Linked DNA regions of Pan troglodytes: region 1 is linked to region 2. Evidence: chromatin contacts called from public HiChIP or PLAC-seq data. All regions are on one chromosome and are shown on one strand. The core of a region is the stretch at or near the end of the contact, and the rest is flanking DNA. Distances in the headings are between cores, read along the strand shown. Region 1 holds the start of RDH11 (retinol dehydrogenase 11). Region 2 holds the start of PLEKHH1 (pleckstrin homology, MyTH4 and FERM domain containing H1).

Region 1 (6,979 bases), core at 440-2,939, 160 kb after region 2:
TCTTCTTGGCAATGTTGGGACTCTGGTTAAAACAATCTGTTGACCAGGAGATGCATTCTTAAAGAGCATTTCAGCCTTTTTCATTGAACTTGGAATTGCAAGGTACATACTCTTAGCCATTGAAGCTACCTGCATAGTGCGAAAATGCTGACAGGGAGGCAGATTAACTCATGGTCCCCACAAACCATCACCTCCCTCCTCAGAGAACAAGCCTCCAGGCTGTTTCCCACATCCCCTTACTGTAGCTCCAGGAGTGACAACTTAGTAGGACCTGGACTTAGTTCTTTCTTCTCCTTAACCAGCAGGAATGAAAGAGACAACTATAAAAGTCCAGCTCTGGCCCGATTCCCATAACCCTGCTGAGTTGGGAATACAGCTCCTGGAATATATATATATATATATATATATTTTTTTTTTTTTTTTCCCCAGAAAAATCTCTCTGGGATATGAGCACTATTTTCAGTTCTGGTTCAACTTTTCATTGGGATTCTATGTGGATAAGAGGATCTTGTAGTGAAAAAAAGATAAAAAGCAGTGTTTTCATCTGAGTGTGAGAAACCATGTGTGCCTAGAGGTGGGAGAACTGAGTGTTCAGAAGGCAGAAAAAATATAACTGGAAGAGGGGCACCAGAGAAGGAAGAGAAAATAAAAATAAAAGAAGGAAAGTAGGTGACTGTGGTAAGAAATGACTGTGATCTGGCCTGGCTTCAAGTTCTATTGGGACTAAGACTGCCCACCTGGGGAAGGAATGTGTCTGTCTATTCAGTCACTGGTCCGTCACCACTGGTGATTTACTTAGAACCAATAAGCAGGCTGCCGGTTTTACAGCCCGCTGCTGATTCACTGGGGCACTTGGCCAGCCTTGGGCTGATTGATCCATCATCACCTGGTCAATACCTTCCCACCATTCTCCCAGCCCTCACCGCCCCAGTACCCTAGCTCCTAACTCAGATCCCCCGTGCTCCTGCTCGCAAGGCAGGATAGAGCTCATAACCAAACACTCTTCCTTTTCACTTTTCTCCTTTACAACATCCGCCCACAGAACAAGCGATTGTAACAGCAACGAGAGAGCAAGGATGGGGCCGCAGATGTTACGATTGCTATCAGTTTCAGAGGGCGAAATGTGGAATCGCTCCTTTGTACCTCGAAGGCTGGTTTAAGGCGTGGGGATTAAGGGGAAAACAGCGTCGGGCCATATCCCATTGAAGGGTCCGAAACTCAAGCGTTTGAGGTAGCCTTACCCTCGGGATTCCCTGGAGCCAGAATCAGGGGGTGCTTAGACAAAAGAAAAACAGGCCAGGGAAAAGCAGTGTGCCCCGGACTGCCGCCCTTTCTCACCGCCTGGGGTCTCGGGTGTTCCTCCTGGCACCCAGGACAGCTGGACCTCGCCTCTAACCCACCGAACTCTGGGCTCCGCCATCTTGGAGCCCCCCCAGGGGAGTTTTCCAAGAAAGCTTTGGTGGGGATTCTATGTTTCCCTCCCGCCCCGCAACAAGAATTCTCAAGAGAAGGCAATACATTTGCACAGACCTGATTTGGGGCGCAGCCATATACATAAGGAAGGGCAGAAGGAGGAGCAACAGCGGGAACATGAGCTCAACCATCTCTGCCGGCTGCAGCAGCACCCGAGCGGGATGCCCCAGCGGTGCTCGCCGACTATGGCTTCTCTTTCTAGACACGCCCCAATTCAAATTGCGACAGCCCGGGGAGCAGACCTTCTGGGAAATGTAGTCCAGAGCTTGGCAGCCTCAGGCTGGCTACGTGGGAGCGCTGCCGCCAACGCTGGCAGAAGTTGAATTATACATCGCTAATCCCCAACCATCTAGGGCTTAGGGCCTGTGGGATCATTCACCCAGCTCTCAGTTATTTTTTCTGCCTTCTGAACACTCAGTTCTCCCACCTCTAGGCACACATGGTTTCTCACACTCAGATGAAAACACTGCTCTTTATCTTTTTTTCACTACAAGATCCTCTTATCCACATAGAATCTCAATGAAAAGTTGAACCAGAACTGAAAATAGTGCTCATACCCCAGAGGGATTTTTCTGGAAAAAAAAAAAGTGTACACTATAGGAATAGTACACTTATTCCTATAGTGTACTAGGCACCGCGGTGTTTGTGAAATCTCTGCAGTCCTCTATCTCCCCAGACCCAAGTCCAGTCCCTGGTTCAGTTTTCCCCAATCCTGGTTAGGCAGTTACCGCACTGTTTCTCCTGGAGATCAGATGTTGGCGTCTGGGAAATGAAAGGCGGATTAGACAGGAGAGGAGCGGTCCGGAGTCTGACAGTTGGGAAGGTGGGGGAATGTAAACCCTTCCTCCTCGAGGATTCCTTTTTCCAGTGGAGAGGAAGCAATAAGTCCTTGAAGACATTCCCAGGAGAATCACTTTATTGTGTCTATCTTGAATTATGGTGGCAACTATCATGATTTTTCTAGTGTTTGAGTGTTCATTGATAATAGAATATCGTCTTCCTGATGGCTTGGGTCACATACATTAACTCCCAGGGTAGCAATGAATATCTCAGATTGGCACAGTTGGTTTTGCCAACTCGTGAAAGTATTTAATCCTGTCTTGAATTAAGGCCATGAATATGTTCTCTGTGAATAAATAGGTTCCCTGTTCAATAGTTTCTTTCATCTGAGGCCTATTTCCTGGGGGTGAAAGTGGAGGGTGTTTTAACCAATCAATATCTGTCTGTGATTCCTTAATTGTACCCAGTAATATTTTCTGGTCCTTTTGCATAATTTCCATTTGGTTAAAAGACACGGGTTCCAATGAACTAATATATTTTATAGCAAATTGGAGAGGAGAGGGTTTCCTTCACACAATACTAATTCCTACCAATTTAACATTAGATTACCTAGCAATCATCACATTTTGTCACATTCTCATTATTGTGTTACCTAATATTTGTATTGGGTTTTATAACTTTGTAAAAGCCTTTCATTTGTTTTGTTCCTTATTCAGTCATTCACGCATTTGACAAATATTTATGGCATTCCTATAGTGTACTAGGCACTGTGCTGATGTCCAGCAGGAAGCCAGGAACACATAATCTCTGCTCGCCCGGAGTTCATGGACTGTCAGAGAAGACCTTAAATAAGTAATCACTGTAAATAAATCATGGTGAAGGTTATGAGAAGGATTAGAGAAAGCTCTGGGAGCTTTTACAAGGGAGAGGAGTTCTAGATCAGGAGAGGCTTATTTGAGGAAATAACATTTGAGCGGAGGCCAGAGGGAAATTAGTAGGCAAGCAACATAGACAAGAGTGTGCTGAGCAGAGGAAAGACCCCACCTGAGGGTTCACAGTCAGAGAAAGCAGGGTGCACTAGAGCAACAGAAAACCGTCTGGGGAGAAGGGATAGTGCCAGAAATGGCAATAATAGCCAGTGCTTAAATACTGCTTAATTATGGCCAGGCCCTGTCCCAATGCTTTATATATATATATATATTTTAACTCTTAATTTCCATAACAACTCTAAGAGGTAGGTACTATAATTTTCCCTATTTTACAGACAAGAAAACTGAGGCACCGTGTAAGCTAGCCTAGGTCAAAGAGGCAGAGATGGGATTCAAACTGAAGCAGGTGGTGTTCCATGAGAGGGCCCTATATGCAAAGTGGCCCCCAAATGCCAGAGGAGCCAAGACACCAAAGGTTGAGGCAGACAAATCCAGTTTCTTGGTAAGGGTGTTTTACTGTGGGAATTTACAGACAGAAATGTGGGCTTGGGTGGCAGATTTCTGTACATGTAAGCTCCACACTCAGAGTTTATATACTGTAGGGAAAGAGTCAAACTGCTCTGTGCAAGACAATTAAAGGTAGCCCTCCAGAACAGGCAAGAATGCTACATGTGTAATAGATAATAATTTGTGCAATAACATCAAGGTTGACATGTTCTTACACTAGGGACAGTAAATAAAGTAGGAATCAGGAGATATTCACAGGACTGGGGCTAATCAACATTGCAGTTAACATTGAAGTCAGCATTGCAGATTAGCATCCCAGATGCAGTCACTTTTGTCCACCAAGTTGTATGCAGGGTCTATTGTGCCCTTAACTATTGAGCTATATTGCCAAAAGATGAAGCTGGAAATTTCTCCCCATACTTGTGTGTATTTGCATATCCATATAAAATTTGCATATAATTTCAGGTGGTTTATAGACACATTGGAGCCATAATGGAATCTAGATTAAAAACAACTGATTATCTCTACTAAAAAATTAGCTAGGCATGGTGGTACACATCTGTAGTCCCAGCTCTTTGGGAGGCTGAGGTGGGAGGATTGTTTGAGTCAGGAGTTGGAGGCTGCAGTGAGCTAGAATTGTGCCACTGCACTCCACCCTGGGTGGCAGAGCAAAAACCTATCTAAAAGCAGAGGGAAGCCTTGAGGAACCCTAACATTGTGAAATGGGTAGAGGGAGGGGAGCCCAAAAATTGACTGAGAAACGGCCAGAGAGGTTGGAGATGTATCAGACAGGGTTCAATCAGAAGTGAGAAACTACACAACAATTTGAACAGGGAAAGTTTAACATAAAAAAATTATTAACTATAATGGGATTGGAATAATGAGGGACTGGATAGTATAGGAGCTGTTATACTTCTCCTGAAAAGAAAAATAAATGTTTTACGCTCTGAGGAGGATTTGGTCTCTGTTGCAGCTACTCGACTCTGCTGTTGTAAATGTGAAAGCAGCCATAGATAATATTTGAACAAATGTGTTCAAATGTTACTGTGTTTACTGTTCAGATGTTACTGTGTTCCAATGAAACTTTATTTACAAAAACAAACAGTGGGCTGCATTTGGCCTGTGGGTCATGGTTTGCCAACCTGTGTGCTAGTAAGAAGAAAAGAGAACTCTAAAGAAGATAAAAGGGCCGGGCATGTTGGCTCATGCCTGTAATCCCAGCACTTTGGGAGGCCGAAATGGATGGATCACCTAAGGTCAGGAGTTTGAGACCAGCCTGCCCAACATGATGAAACCCCATCTCTACTAAAAATACAAAAAAATTAGCTGGGCATGGTGGCAGGCACCTGTAATCCCAGCTACTTAGGAGGCTGAGGCAGGAGAATCGCTTGAACCCGGGAGGCGGAGGTTTCAATGAGCCAAGATCGCGCCATTGCACTACAGCCTGGGCGACAAGATCGAGACTCTATCTCAGAAAAAAAAAAAAAAAGATAAAAGGCTGGATGTGGTGGCTCATCCCTGTAATCCCAACACTGGAAGGCCAAGGCGGGAGGATCACTTGAGCCCAGAAGTTCGAGACCAGCCTGGGAAACCTAATGAGTCCGTCTCAACCAAAAATTTAAAAAATAAATGAATAAATAAACAAAAAATAAATAAATAAAATAGGCAGTGTACTGGTGTGTGCCTTTGGTCCCAGCTACTCCGTAGGTTCAGGTGGGAGGATTTCTTGAGCCCGACAGGTTGAGGCTGCAGTGAGCTGTGATTGTGCCACTGCACTCCAACCTGGAAGACAGAGCAAGACCCTATCTCAAAAAAAAAAAAAAAAAAAGAAAGAAAGAAACAGAGAGAGAGAAAGAAAGAAAGTTATGTAGATGTAAAAAATCTTCACCTTTTTAAAGCTTTTTTTTTTAAAGTGATCAAAACACAGTAAGTCACAGGAATTACCTTGATAAAACATTAAGAAAAATTTTAGGATAGTTACTAAAAAGTAAAGAAAAACCTTTTGTAATATGATTGTTTTTCTTTATTGGATCTCTATTTAGATAACCTGGAAGACAAACTCAATGAAAAGAATACTTGGATTTAGGCTGGGCACGGTGGCTCACGCCTGTAATCCCAGCACTTTGGGAGGCCGAGGTGGGCGGATCATGAGGTCAAGACATCGAGACCATCCTGGCCAACATGGTGAAACCCCGTCTCTACTAAAAATACAAAAATCAGCTGGGCGTGGTGGTGCGCACCTGTAGTCCCAGCTCCTTGGGAGATGGAGGCAGGAGAATCGCTTGAACCTGGGAGGCGGAGGTTGCAGTGAGCTGAGATGATGCCACTGTACTGCAGCCTGGAGACAGAGCAAGAAAAAAAAAAAGGATACTTGGATTTAATTAAAATACAGGAAGAGTGTGTCCAGAGTTATGAGTGTACACTATATTTTTGAGGAAAGTAAACAAGGAAACTTGTATCTTAAGCAGGACAATAAATATGTCTCAGTAACAGCATCAAAAGTGCCCTGGTTATAGGAAATAATTTAGCTATATCGAGAAAAGCCAAGACTACAGAATCAAGTTATATTGGAGGAAAATGGTTTTGTTCCAGAGCTTTAAGATAAACATTTTAGCATCAGGCCACACCAGAGTTAGAACCAGAGAAAAAGATTACAGAAGGCCAGGCACAGTAGCTCACGCCTGTAATCCCAGCACTTTGGGAGGCCGAGGTGGGCAGATCACGAGGTCAGGAGATCGAGACCATCCTGGCTAACACGATGAAACCCCGTCTCTACTAAAAATACAAAAAATTAGCCGGGCATGGTGGCAGGCGCCTGTAGTCCCAGCTACTCGGGAGGCTGAGGCAGGAGAATGGCATGAACCTGGGAGGCGGAGCTTGCAGTGAGCCTAGATCGCGGCACTGCACTCCAGCCTGGGTGACACAGCAAGACTACATCTCAAAAAAAAAAAAAAAAAAATTACAGAAGTTGGCTGGGCATGGTGACTCATGCCTGCAATCCCAGCACTTCGGGAGGCCGAGGCGGGTGGATCAGCTGAGGTCAGGAGTTTAAGACCAGGCTGGCTAGAATGATGAAACTCTGTCTCTACTAAAAATACAAGAATTAGCTGGGCACGGCGGCGAATGCCTCTAATCCCAGCTACTCGGAGGCTGAGGCAGGAGAATCACTTGAACCTGGGAGGCGGAGGTTGCAGTAAGCGGAGATCGTGCCACTGCACTCCAGCCTGGGTGACAAGAGCAAAATTTCATCTCAAAAAAAAAAAAAAAAAAAAAGTCAAAGATTACAGAAG
Region 2 (6,371 bases), core at 2,687-5,186:
GCACAGTGGCTGGAAAATAGCAAGTATTCAATAGATATTTGTTAGTGAGTAACTGAATGAATAAACGAAAGAAGAGTCCATACTTAAAGTTAGGACACTTCCTCCCATCTTTCCATACCCATCTCACATGCACACACATACACACTCACACACACACTGAGGATTTAGCCACTGGGCCATTTCCTTTCCTTCCTAACTGGCCCTTCTCTGCATGTTCAATCACTGCCTTCCTAGCCCCACTTAGATGGTGACTCTTGACACTCTGCTCTAACCCATGGTTACCTCACCTCTCATGTCCCATGGTGGCTAATCCTGACAATCACCGAAGAGCCAAATTGCTCCCAAAGATTCAGCAGTAGAAGTAACCTCCTGACTTCTTTGTGACCCAAGGCAGAGAGCAGAAGCCTGGACTAGGACTGGCCTCAAGTTTCCTGGGAGTCTGAGACTCCCTTCTCCTTCTTCTCCCCTCTCTTCCCCTTCCAACAGCAACTGAGAACCAGGTCCTGAGGCAGGAGGAGGGGATCCCTTGATTTGAGGCTTTTTTGGTGATATAGGAGAGGGTCTCTTTGGAGCTCAGAGAAAGCAGGTAGGGATGGGAAGCAGGGTTTCTAGAAGGCTCGTAAAAGGGAAGATGAATTGTCAACCATTTCACCAGCTCTCCTAGAGTTATTCCTGTCTCTCAAGCCATCTGCTTATCCATTGCAATCTTGTAAACAGAGATTTACAAGATCTCTCGTAAACTCCAGCCAATATTTGTTCAAAGAATAAATAACAAAAGCTTCCATTTATAGATCACTTGCTGCATGCCAGACAACATACTATCTCATTTAATCATTTCAACAACCCTAAGAGGCCAGAATTATTATCATCATTATTTTACAAACATGGAATTAATTCAGAAACCTTAAGCAACTGCCCCAAGGTCCCACCACCACTTAAGTGATAAAGCTTGAACTGAGCTCTGGCCAGTTCCAAGTTCCCCTTTCCCTCCCATAGTGCTGTCCAAGGAACAAGGCCCAGACTAAGATGCTGTAATATTGACTCTGTAGGAATTTATTTTTTAAACATTCCAGCCTAAACCATGTGGTGTGTGTATATAAAGTGACTCTCCTGTAACTCCTAGAGTGGTTAGTTAGCATCTGAAGTGCCCTAATCAGGAATCCGCACTCCAGAAAATGGTTACATAAGCACTTCAAACAACATCAAAATATACACCCAAGGGCTTAACGTGCTTGAGGGATGCTAGAAATAATCTTTTATTGGTGAAATAAGCAGTTTTCTAAACATGGAGTTGGCCAGGAAGATTATTTGCCCTTGCATGAATGGAGTGTGAGAGCCAGAGCAGGCCAACTGCCCGACTTTCTTGAAGCAGGCTGTGTGACTGTTTTGTGCCAGCTTGCCAATACATGTATATTTGGCAGAATTTGGCCTTAACTATTTTTAATATCCCACCTGCAGGAGATTACAGAAAAGAAGACGAATGGCCTCCTCTCACCTCTCATGTCCCATGGCAGCTAATACAATCATCGAAGGACTAAATTGGCTCAGACCAGTTGACAAGTCCCCATCCCGGCCTCATCTTCTTTCACAAGAATGCCCTAGCATATCCTTCAACTCAGGCACATGATGGCTTTTCTTCTCATCTCTCTGTTCCATCCTCCATTCTCCTTTGTCAGGTCACTTGTAATAATAAGCTAATATCCAAAGAATGGGGCTCTAGGGGTGATGGTGGGTATTATAGTCCCAGCTACCTGGGAGGCTGAGGCAGAAGGACTGCTTGAGCCTAGGAGTTCTGGGCTGCAATGAGCTATGATTGCCACTGCATTCTAGCTTAGGCAACAGAGCAAGATCTTATCTCTTAAAAGAAAATAACAACAACAACAAAAGTTGTAACTTGCCCAAGTCACATAGCTAAAAAGTGGAAGAGACATAACTGAAACTCAAGCCTCCTAAATTCCTAATGTAGGGTTCAGTCCACCTCTACCACCCTCCCACAGACTGCCAAGGGGTCCTGCTCAGAGTTGGGCAATGGTGAGATGCACTGTATGGCCCCAAACTCATTGAAACTAACAACTGAGCCTCTTCTGCCCTCTTCAGAAGTAACCAGCTATAGGGGAGAGCATGCTTCTCCCATTCCACTCTCCATGGTGCGACTCTTTTCACTATATAACAAAGTTATATTAAATGAGTTCTGGGCCGAGGTGCGGTGGCTCATCCCTGTAATCCCAGCACTTTGGGAGGCCGAGGCAGGAGGATTTCTTGAGTCCAGGAGTTCGAGACCAGCCTGAGCTGGTCTCATAAATGAGACCCCACCTCTACTAAAAAAAAAAAAAAATTTTTTTTTTTTTTTTTTTTTGCTGGGTATAGTGGCATGTGCCTATAGTCCCAGCTGTTCATGAGGCTGAGATGGGAGGATTGCTTGAGCCCAGGAGTTCAAGTTACAGTGAGCTATGATTGTGCCACTGCAATCCAGCCTGGAGAACAGAACAAGAAGAACCTATGACCAAAAAAAAAAAAAAAAGTGAATGAATGAATTAATGTCTTCTTAGCAAAATCCAGAGAATGTGTTTTTGGGCTTCCTTACGGAACTTCTGGAATGTTGAAGTGGATAGCCTGAGCATTGTCCCACAAAATGGGGCTAATCTATCCCAATCCCCACGCTATAAAGCCGTTTGCAAGTTCAGCCATTGAAGTCCCACTGGCCCAGTTAAACTCTCACGTTTGGCCTCCTGCACTACCAGCTTTCCTTAGTGTCTGGGCTCTCAAAGCTTCTACGTGAGAATTGCCTGGGGAACTTTAGTTAAGAGATTCAGATTCAAACCCAGGGTGGGGGTGTTCTTCATGGTGCCTGGGATGAGTCTTCCAAGGACCATTTGGAGAAACAGGCGCTGACGGTATTTTGCTTCTGTTCAGTCCTTCACTGACAGAGAGCCTGCAGGGTTGAGGAAGAAGGCTCTGTTTTGAAGTGTGGATCCCTCCCTGCAATCGTCTCTATTTGCATCTTCTTTACTCCAGGCTCACCTAGCCAAATGTTGAGTTTTCCAACCCCTCTGGGTATGAGATTGCTTTGGGCGATCTGAGATCTGCAAATGTCTGAGAACGAGGAGCACAGGGGCACGCTCATGACTGCCCTGCAAACTGCCTGGCAGCCAGGGTCCTCCTGGGCCCTCCTTTAAAATAACATATACATAAGCTGGCCTGGAGGCCCAGGCGGGAAGATCACTTGAGCTCCGGAGTTCGAGTCCAGCCTGGGCAACATAGCGAGACCAGAAAATAAGCAAGTAAGTTACTCTCTGGGCTGTCGTAACTTATTTTTTCTTTTTCTTTCTCCTGCAAATTGCAACTCAGAACATTTGGTCTGCCAGACTGAAATATGGACTTCTGTTCCAAATATCCAGACGTTACAGTTCCCACAGGTGGCCAGGAGAACGCTGGAACCTTTGGCGGAGACGGTCTGGTCTTGTCCCGCAGCCCGCGAGGGTCCCCCGCTATTTGGGGCCAAGCAGATCCCCGGGGCGCTCTGGCCGCCCCTTGCGGCAGCTGGTGCGGCCTCCTCAGAGAGCTCCGGGCCGGCGCCCGGGACACCCCGCCGCCCTCCCTGCCGCCCCAGGGACGAGCCCAGCGGTGCGGAGAAGTGGGAGGCTGGAGCCTGCTGAGGTCATTTCCTGTGCCTCTCCGCGAGCTGCCTGGAGAGCTGAGCCCAGCGCTCTGCCTTTAAGGAGCGGGCGGGGAGCCGAGGGGAGGAGGGCGCCCGGCGGAGCGTTGAATGGGGCGCAGCAAGGCTCGGCCGGGCTTTGTGCAGCGAGCCCGCGGGCACCCCTCCCGCTCCAGCCTCGCCCCGCCCCGCAGCCCGCGACCCCTGCTGCCGGGGAGCGGAGAACCGGCGGCAGCCCGGGACTCCGGCGAGAGCGACGCAAGGTCGGCGGCGGCGGCGGCCCGAGGGCGCCCGTGTGCCCAGTGCGCGGCGGGGACGGCCGCGAGCTCGCTGGAGGTGAGCGACCGGCGCTCCCGCCGCTGTGGTGAGCTGGGGCTGCGCCGCGGGGGAGGGCGTCAGGCTGCGCGCGGGGGACGGCCCCTCGGGCCCGGAGGACGATCCCGAGCAGGTGCCTCCCTACCTGGAAGCGAGCTCCCAGCGGTGGGGAGCGCTGGAGCGCGGGTCCGGCTTGGGAAGCCGGGCGCCCCAGGGGACTCGCGCCTCGAGGCCAGGAGGAGCCTCCCCCGGGAGTACCTGGACTTGGGGATCGGTCAGATCCAGCCGCTCCTGGGAAGGGCCCTCGGAGCGGACGTGCAGGCTGCCACCTTGCTATCGGTGCTCGCTCCCTTTCACCCCTTCCCGCACCCCTCCCCATCTCACCTTAGGTTATTTCTTCTGTGATTTCTGAGTGTTCTCTTAGGGACCCTATGGCTCAGGCTCGACTCCTAGGAGCAGGTCATTCAAGCAGAAAAGAAAACAGGTTGGGCGCCGAATGACACAGAGCATTGTGTCCTAGGAGTCTTAGCGAGGACTCGGTCGCCAGGAACCAGGGGCCTTAGTGGGGGTGGCAGAGGCGGTGAAGAGCCTCATCTGGAAGGAAACTCCTCTCCTTGTGGGATTTCTGCTTGCCAGGATATCTCCTCCATAGCTTTTTACTATGAATCCACCTCATAAAACTCTTCCAAGACAGAGCCTTGGTTCAGGTAAAACACTTGAAAGACCATTTAAAAAATTCAGTGGGAGAATTATCACTTCCTTCATCAAACTTTTTGGACTGTCTTCTATGTGACAGACACTGTGTATAGGGCTAGTACCATCACTGAACGCTTTATAGAACATCGGTATTAGTGTTTCTGCATATTATTGGCCCCATTTTTCCAAAGGAGGAAACTGGGACTCTGAAAAGTTGTGATTTAGGCCAGTTGCAGTGGCTTATGCCTGTAATCCCAGCACTTTGGGAAGCCAAGGCAGGAGGAGAGCTTGATGCCAGGAGTTCAAGACCAGCCTGGGCAACATACGGAGACCCTGTGTCTACAAATAAATAAAAATTTAAAAATTAGCTGGGTATGGTGGTGTGGGCCTGTAGTCCCAGCTACTTGGGAGGCTGATGATCCTGTCTGTTAAAAAAAAAATTGTTGTGATATGCCCATGGTCACATAGCTAAAAAGTGGAAGAGCCATAACTGAAACCCAAGCCTCCTAAATTCCTAACGTATGGTTCAGTCCACTTCTACCACCTTCCCATAGACTGCTGAGGGGGCCTGCTCAGAGTTGGGCAATTGTGGGGTGCAGCCTGTGGCCCCAAACTCATTGAAACTAACAACTAAGCTGAAAAAATGTGGAGCCTCTTCTGCCCTCTTCAGAAGTCACCAGCTGTAGGGGAGAGCATGTTCCTCCCATTCCTGATAGAAAAAAAAATCCAAAGAAATGTCTGGCAATTTAAAGTGTACATCATTTACCCCTAAATTCCATTTTCTGGGACTTTATCCTTCAGATATACTCTGATGTATATGAAATGGTGTACATCATTGAATATTCATTGCAGCATTGTTTAGCAAAAGGTTGGAAACAATCTAGATGTCCATCAATAAGGAACCCTTCAATAAGATCATGTAAAAAGCCACACGATAGGATAAATTAAAGCTGTTACAAAGCATGCAGAGAAAATGTGGCAGATATATATTTTGATGTAGGAATATCTCTAAGTTACATTGTTGAGTACAGTGTGTATGGTGGGCCACGATTTTTGGGTGGGTGTGTGAATGCCACATACGTATGAATGCCTGTAGATGCTCTGAATATCTCTGAGAGAACACACAGAAACCTGTAACAGTGGTTGCCGCTGGGGAGAACTATGGCTGAAGTACAGGCGTGGGAAGAAGCCTTACTTTGCACTATATACCCTTTTGTTCAATGTTCTAAAATAACTTAAAAAATCATATGACCTCCTCTCCAGATCTCCAGAGTTAGATCTGGTAGTGAGCACATCTTTTTTTTTTTTTTTTTTTTTTTTGAGCCAGAGTCTCTCTCTGTCGCCCAGGCTGGAGTGCAGTGGTGCAATCTCAGCTCACTACATCATCCGCCTCCAGGGTTCAAGCAGTTCACCTGCCTTAGCCTCCCAAGTGGCTGGGATTACAGGCATGCGCCACCACACCTGGCTAATTTTTGTATTTTTAGTAGAGACAGGGTTTCACCATGTTGGCCAGTCTGGTTGAACTCCTGACCTCAGGTGAGCCGCCTGCCTCCACCTCCCAAAGTGCTGGGATTACAGGCGTGAGCCACCGTGCCCAGCCTCGTGAGCACATCTTTGGGCCACATCTTCTCTTATGTTCTAGATGCTATTGGTTTGCCTTTTGTTTGCTGATTACAACAATAACAGTCATTTATTGAGTACTTAG

The links. HiChIP or PLAC-seq counts read pairs in DNA pulled down with a chosen protein or histone mark.
Region 1: a contact with region 2 is called in an H3K4me3 HiChIP or PLAC-seq map of stem cell-derived excitatory neurons, with 2.6 times the contacts expected there. The contact joins the promoter of RDH11 here to the promoter of PLEKHH1 in region 2. A contact is called at or near these places in 1 of 7 Hi-C or Micro-C datasets (blood) and 1 of 1 datasets of contacts at active chromatin or transcription factors (stem cell-derived excitatory neurons).

What each region holds. Positions count from the first base shown.
Region 1 is chr15:65,674,210-65,681,188 of NHGRI_mPanTro3-v2.0_pri, forward strand. RDH11 (retinol dehydrogenase 11) reads right to left here and starts at 1,690. Exons shown (of 6, transcript XM_016926963.4): 1 at 1,531-1,690. The coding sequence starts at 1,604.
Region 2 is chr15:65,507,356-65,513,726 of NHGRI_mPanTro3-v2.0_pri, forward strand. It overlaps PLEKHH1 (pleckstrin homology, MyTH4 and FERM domain containing H1), which reads left to right and starts at 3,937. Exons shown (of 30, transcript XR_008539026.2): 1 at 3,937-4,019.